Linked DNA regions of Rattus norvegicus: region 2 is linked to region 1. A link is a contact called in public Hi-C data. All regions are on one chromosome and are shown on one strand. Each heading gives the region's core, a stretch centred on a gene start, on an enhancer-like site or on the middle of the called end of the contact. The rest is flanking DNA. Distances are from core to core; before and after follow the strand shown.

Region 1 (3,278 bases), core at 270-2,769:
GGAGGTCGCTCCAAGCCTTTCATGTTTATTCTTGTAAGCCTCTTATTAGCGCAAAAATAATAGATGTTGTTAATGCGGAAGCACAACCAACATTAATATTTAAGATGCTCAAATGATAAAGGTTAAACACGTGTTTATATTGCATTGGAACAAAGAGCTTTACAAAATAGTTTGGAAGCATAACGATGGTCCAAACTTGTTTCACCCCACTTCGAGGCTCTCTTTCTTTGGGTTTCACTCTTTGTTTTAGGAAGATGTAGCTCTCCAAGGCCACACTCGCATACCATTCTCCTCCGGAATCTGTAATCCTGTTGGAAGGGGATTTTTTTTTAATGACATCTACATAAGGGAGGTGCAATAAAACCGCCAGCCTCTCTTGCATTGTTTATTTCTGAGTCTGCATAGCTCCATTCAGTGGGGAAGAGGAAAAAAAAAAAAAAAAAAAAAAAAAGACAAGGCAAAGTAAAAGCATTCTTTTGTGCCCTCTAGCTGCTAGAAGCACAAATAGAAAATACAGTTCTCTCATGATGACTAAAGTCACCTAATCTAACGTGGGGTGGGGGGCGGGGAGGGCACACATTTGCTCTGAACTAAATGTCCATCTTTCTTTACGTAAGAAAAGATACCCAGGTACATAAAAGTTGACCACCTTGGATTCACCGTGCCTTCGTTTTCATGAGACAAAGCAAAGTAATAATTCATGAGTGGCTCTCAGAAGATTAAACTGGGATATCCCTTTAGTGGAGCAGCTAATTAAGACGACACACGTAGTTTGAACTGACTACCGCTCCCAGTATTCACCACTGCTCTGCGTTTTTAAAAGACACGGAGTAGGGATCTCAGGGCCGACTTTTGTTCGTTTTAGGAACATTGCAACTGCTTTTGGCATCGTGAGGAAGCTGGGAAGGGTATGCAGGTTCATGAAGGTGAACAGATCCTGAGGGCTGCCTGGATATGGAGTCTTCCTCACTCAGGCCGCCCTTAAGGAACCCTGTTGATTTGGGGAGGATACTCTGGATAGCAGGTGGAGTTCCAGCCCTTTGTATCCAGGCTCCAAAGAAAAACAACAACAACAACAACCACAGCAACAACACGACAACAACAAAAAATGTGTGTGGTGTAACTCTCTTACAATGCGGAGAATGTTCTAGTTAGGCGAATAGGATTTTTGGAAGATTCCACAGAGGAAAACCCAGAAACCTGGAATGCCTACTTTGTTGCACAATTCCTGTGTGAGGAGGAAAAGTCTCACAAGTTGGAGCAAATCAGCCATTCCAGATTGTGTGTATGTAAGAGAGAGAGAGAGAGAGAGAGAGAGAGAGAGAGAGAGAGAGAGAGAGAGAGAGAGAGAGAGAGAGAGAGTTGGAAATGTGCAGAATTTAAACACAACAACACTGCTCTCCAGGTTTCCGAAGAAAATGGTTCCAGAAGTGCCGGGGCATTCTCTGTGCATCCCAGAGAGTGAGTGCAGAGGGGGAGGGGTGCCTGGGGGTAAGAAGGAAGTTGAGCTGTTTAATGATTCAAGGGGATCTACGAGAATACTCTCCCCCACTTCCTTCCCTGAAGTGAAGGCACAGTTCAGAGGACTCAGCTGAGGAGCCTCACAGCCATTCCCAGCAATTCCCGGGACGTGGCGAGTTCATCCGAAAGGGCTCTGTCTCAACAGATGTTCTAAGTGGCGCCTCCTGAGTCGCTCTTGTGTGGTGGAGAAATACAGAAATCAAGCTAAATCAAATTAGGCAGCGGAGTAAGAAAATAAAGGTCAGGTCCACCAGCAACCGAGGAAACAGCCTAAGCCAATGTGGCCGTCTTCAGTCAGGAACTAATTAAGGGCTGATTGTCCTTCTCGGCGAAACCTCAAAAAATGCATGGTGGTGAATTATTAAAAACAACAACAAAAAATAACGCAAAACCCCCACTCTCTGCAGTACGCCAGATGAAAAGATAAGGAGACATGATATCCAGCGGAACCGTGCCTCTCGGACACAGATAGTCCCTAAATCCCCAGCTCTCTTTGTTTTGATTACATTTTTTTTCATCCTTGAAGGGAGCAGGGAGGAAACTAAGCCTGTCTTGTGTTACAGCTCCCTTACCTTTGTCTGCCCATCTCAGCTGGTATTTAATTGGTCAGCAATAGGAGGGAAGTCTCCTTTGAGGTAATGAATATTGACTGTTTATGTTGAAATGTCACTGTGAAAAGAAAGCCCCGGCACCAAAGAAGGAGAACCCAGTGTGAGGCTCTGACACAAAGGAGGCGCGGGAGAAACGAGGCACTGAAAAGCAAAGCAGCTGAAATTCAAAGAACACACCGAACAGAAATGGCCAACCTGTGTGGGAATTTTAAGTTAGCAGTTGGCAGGTGAAAAAGTCATTATTGTTACCTGTTAGAACCCAACGTAATTTCATGTTTCCTCCAAGACTGCCTTCATGGGCCAGGATTCCTGGGAATGCTTTCATTCAGAAACCACGGTCAGCTTTCAGGGAATAATTTCCACTTGGTGAGAATGAGGTAAAAACCTAACCAGCCCCCGATTACACAATTCTGAATGACAGGAAGAGGGGAGGACACGCTGCTACTACTGTACAGAGACAGCAAGATCCACCTAGGTAGGCTCTGCCCTCTCAAACAGATCCACTGGGCTGTTGAAGTTTCTGTAGTGGCAATTAGAGATTTCCAGGTAAACAAGGAAAGAAAAGGAACACATTGTCACAGGCCGAGTCCAGTGTGTTAATGAGCTCTGCCGTGTTGAACATATTATCAGTTCATAATTTGGGATATTGTCTTCAGTGTTTCTTGGTCATTTGAAAGTGTCTGTGAGCTGGCAGCTGATACTGTTTCCTTAACCCTTTCTGTTATGCCCCTTGAACCTTTGTTTATGTTTGTCTTGTTCAGCCATAATGGATTCGATGTTACTTCCTGAATTGGACTTTCCCATTTTATATTTTTCCCCCACATGGTAACCAGCTGGATGGGCAATCTCAAGAGAAAAAAACTTAAGGAAAACCTAATCTAGCCTATGCGGTTTCCAGTCATGGAGAGTTTTAACTTGGCCAAGCTCCCGATGCTCAGAAGTCGTCTCTCTGTCTCTCTCCTTTGGATTTCACTGTATCTTGTAAATTAACGGTAATCATAAGCATCCTCGTTCTTGCATATTTATTATGAGAAGGAAGCAGGAAGGTAGCACATGTCGAACAATGGAAGTGCTGCCACACTCTTGGATTGTAAGAAAGAGCTTAGAAAATGAAAATAAACACAAAACTTCTGTTCCCGGGTCCCA
Region 2 (3,278 bases), core at 496-2,995, 330 kb before region 1:
TAATGATGTCAGAGGAGCCTTTAACCTGTCGATTGCTATAAATCAGCTTTGAGAAAGACAAACGGGGGTGGGGTGGGGATGTTATTTGGGCACCTAACCTCCTGCATTCGTTGGGCTGCAGTTGGCCCATCAGCAACCTGATGCAGTGAGGCTTTGGTCTGGAGAACGTCACGGGAGCAAGGAGAGGTTCAAGCTCCACAGTGAGCCAAAGGGAGATAGGCTGGTGAACCTGTGGGCCTCCCCTGGTACTCATACCAGGGGTAGATTTGGGTTACCATAATGTGTCCAGGCCAGGCAGATGACAGGCCTTAGGACAGTGGGGAATTCAGAGAGGCCACAGACACTCAAGGTTCTGAATGTCACATTATAGAGGGAGAGCAAGGCTCAGTTCCACAGTCTTTCATGGGTTTGGAAAACTTTACGAATTAACGATTACCATTTGAAAATGTTTTTTATTTCTGCTTTTTTCTCTGTGTCGCTCCTTCCTCTCTGTGTGTCTCTCTCCTCTCCTCTCTCTCTCTCTCTCTCTCTCTCTCTCTCTCTCTCTCTCTCTCTCTCTGTGTGTGTGTGTGTGTGTGTGTGTTTTACTAAATTTTCTCAATCTGTTAGGAAACTTAGGGCTTTCAAACACAAACTGGTCTCCATAAAGAGAGGGGAACTGAGGGCCTATAGGTGGGAGATGACAGGTGCCTGCAGGTTTGAGGGGAAGGTTGCTGATGCTGCTCTTGTAGCAGCCAGGAGATCAAAAAACTTCTGAAAAGGGCAGAGCGATGCATTGTTTTTAAGTTTACACGAGCTTGTAGAGATAATCTGTCACTACCACTTCCATTTCAACCCAGAAAGGCCTGGGTTGTTAGGGTGAGGTTTGAGAGAGAAACGGGGTGCAGTCCAGTTTAACTCCGAGCCTCTGGCCCCTGGGTCTGCCTATTTTGCCCCTTTCAAATGCTTCCAGTGGGTACAGATGCTCTCAAGGTCGATCGAGTCCCTCTGGTGCATTTTGGAGAAACATGGGCAAACAGTGCCTTCCTGAAGAGCAGAAGGGTTGCTTGAATGCCAGCAACAGGTCCATGCTGAGATTCCTCTGTCCTTCACCTCCCCCTTTCCCTCCACCCTCACTACTGGGGTCAATGGGAAAAGGGGAGATCTGCTTTTCCCCTTCCTCCTCGGTCCCGCACAACAACCCAGGAAGGCAAACATCAGATTTTGCTGGGTTTTTTTTGGGGGGGGGTAAACCACTGGCTAAATACTTCTAGTAATGGCCTTTCGCTGGCTGGGCACTCGCTTGGACCGAAGAGAGGCTCTCATTGGAGGACAACACCAAATAGAAACTAGAAACTGGAAAGGAACACTGCTGGTGGCCTCTAGGATCCACACAAAGACATATGAGTCTGTCCCTTTACGGATGCCCATCTCTCCTTCATGCCTGGAGATTTGATTTGGTCCTCCAGCGGCGTCCTAAGAGCCTTCAGATCCGGTGTCCCTTCACTGGGGACCTTGGACTGAAATTCAACCCAGGGCTGAAAGGGTCCGATTCTAGCTGAACTTCTGGTCAGCTGGAGCTGAAACCTGGTGGCCTCAACACTGGCGGGGAGCTGAGGCTGGGTCACAGTCCCCGCCTTGCCCACAGGAACCTAGACATCCCTGCGCCGTAGGCTAAGGTAGTTAGGGCGAGGGGTAGGCTCCTGGACTAGCCAGGTCGAAGCAATGAAACAGCAACTTCTTCCCCCCCACCCCCCCAACCGGCAGGGAGGAGGGAAATTCGTCGGAGGAGGTCGGTGGAGACTCCTCCTTCGCTCCGCCCGGAGGCAGCCGGAGCTCCGCTAGCGGTGCGTCTCCGCCCGCCCGAGCGTTTCCATAAATCAGGCCGCTGGCAGGCTGCTAATTAGCTCCGGCCGAAAAGAATGAGAGTTCTGTAGCACAGGGTGGGTTGGGAGTGGGGACCCAGTAGGTGGGAGATCAGAATTCCCCAGGATTAACTGGGGATCTCCTTGGGGGCATCTCAGCGCTCCCTGCCCAAGCCACCTCTGATCACCTCCTGCTAGCAAAGGCCTGCAAGTTCGGGCCTCCAGATCCCGCGCCTCCCGCACCGCGCGCACCTCAGCATGCGACCTGGCCCGCCCACCCACGCCGAGGCCCCCTCTCCCACTCGCTGAGCAAGCCTGGCGTTAATTAACTCCCCCTTCACCCGGTGCAGTATCGGAAGACTTTCAAAACTCGTCCCCAAGTGTTTCCTTCTCATGCCTGAAGGCAGCGTTTGGAACGACCCGCAGAAAAGGGGGGTGGGGTGTGGATCTGGGGGAAGGGTCGGTTGCATCAGGATTTGAGATAACAAGGCTTCCCCAGCGATTGTGTGGGTTGAGGGATGGGCTGCTGTAACCCCATCCCCTCTCCCCCAGTGAAAAGGCAAGACGGTCAGGGAAGATTAAAAATAACATTAAAGTTGGATTATTGATTTCCATGTAAATTGCCAGCCGAGAGAGCTACTTCTGTTTATTTTCTCTTTTCCTCCCCCACGCTTTTCTAAGCCCTCTGGGCTCTGCGCCCTCGGAGCCATTCCCACCCTCCTTAGGGACGAGACTCCGAGATGACATCACCAAGGAGAGCGGCGGCCTCCCCGCCCCTGGCCCCAAGACCCCTGAGCAGAGATTGACAGGTGTCTCTAGCAAAGACAATGCCTTCCAGGTGTCCTTATTCCAGTCCCGCTTCTCCCAATCCGCCCTTTGCTCCACTCCCTTAACAACTCTCATACCCACCCACTCTTCTTTCCTGGAGACTTGCTCGTACCCCACCCCCCAACTCCTTGCTCTTTGCATCTGGGCACTAGGCTTCGGGTCCTGAGACTTAGGCAGGGAGCCGACGCCCAGGGACACGGATGGCACTGGTGTTGTTTGTGCCTGAGGCGAGGCCAATCCGAGATGCCAAGGGCTCGGGTGAGGGTCCAGAAGGTGGCAGGGCCCAAAGCGGTTAAAGGGAAAACGAGTGAGCATTTTATATGAGCCAGCTCAGTCTCTGGATTTCTCAGTATTGACTCTCTTTTCTTTACTTCTCTCTCTCTCTCTCTCTCTCTCTCTCTCTCTCTCTCTCTCTCTCTCTCTCACACACACACACACACACACACACACACACACACACACACAGTAACAGACGCGAAGATAATCCCACCATCTGGCAAATCCCAAATTTGGCGGCCAGGCTAGGAAAGCAAGGCGACTTCTCATCCCGAGAGTGGGTGTCTGGTCCTGCCCAACTCCCTGGAACTGGGGAGAGGGCGCTTGGCT

What was found. A called contact is a pair of places that touch in the nucleus more often than the background predicts.
Region 2: a contact with region 1 is called in a Hi-C map of liver, with 2.9 times the contacts expected there. The contact joins two enhancer-like sites. A contact is called at or near these places in 5 of 12 Hi-C or Micro-C datasets (the Rat2 cell line, Schwann cells, frontal cortex and 2 more).

What each region holds. Positions count from the first base shown.
Region 1 is chr1:133,065,997-133,069,274 of GRCr8, reverse strand. No RefSeq gene overlaps it. Among named protein-coding and RNA genes, the nearest start is that of Nr2f2, 360 kb to the left of the region's middle. Within about 2 kb of position 1,519, at least 2 of the 93 cell types and tissues checked have an H3K27ac peak or open chromatin away from gene starts, as enhancers often do. A contact at or near this core is called in liver, where this site is marked.
Region 2 is chr1:133,396,133-133,399,410 of GRCr8, reverse strand. All of the region lies in intron 1 of LOC102553173 (a long non-coding RNA gene), which reads left to right. Among named protein-coding and RNA genes, the nearest start is that of Nr2f2, 28 kb to the left of the region's middle. Within about 2 kb of position 1,745, at least 17 of the 93 cell types and tissues checked have an H3K27ac peak or open chromatin away from gene starts, as enhancers often do. A contact at or near this core is called in liver, where this site is marked.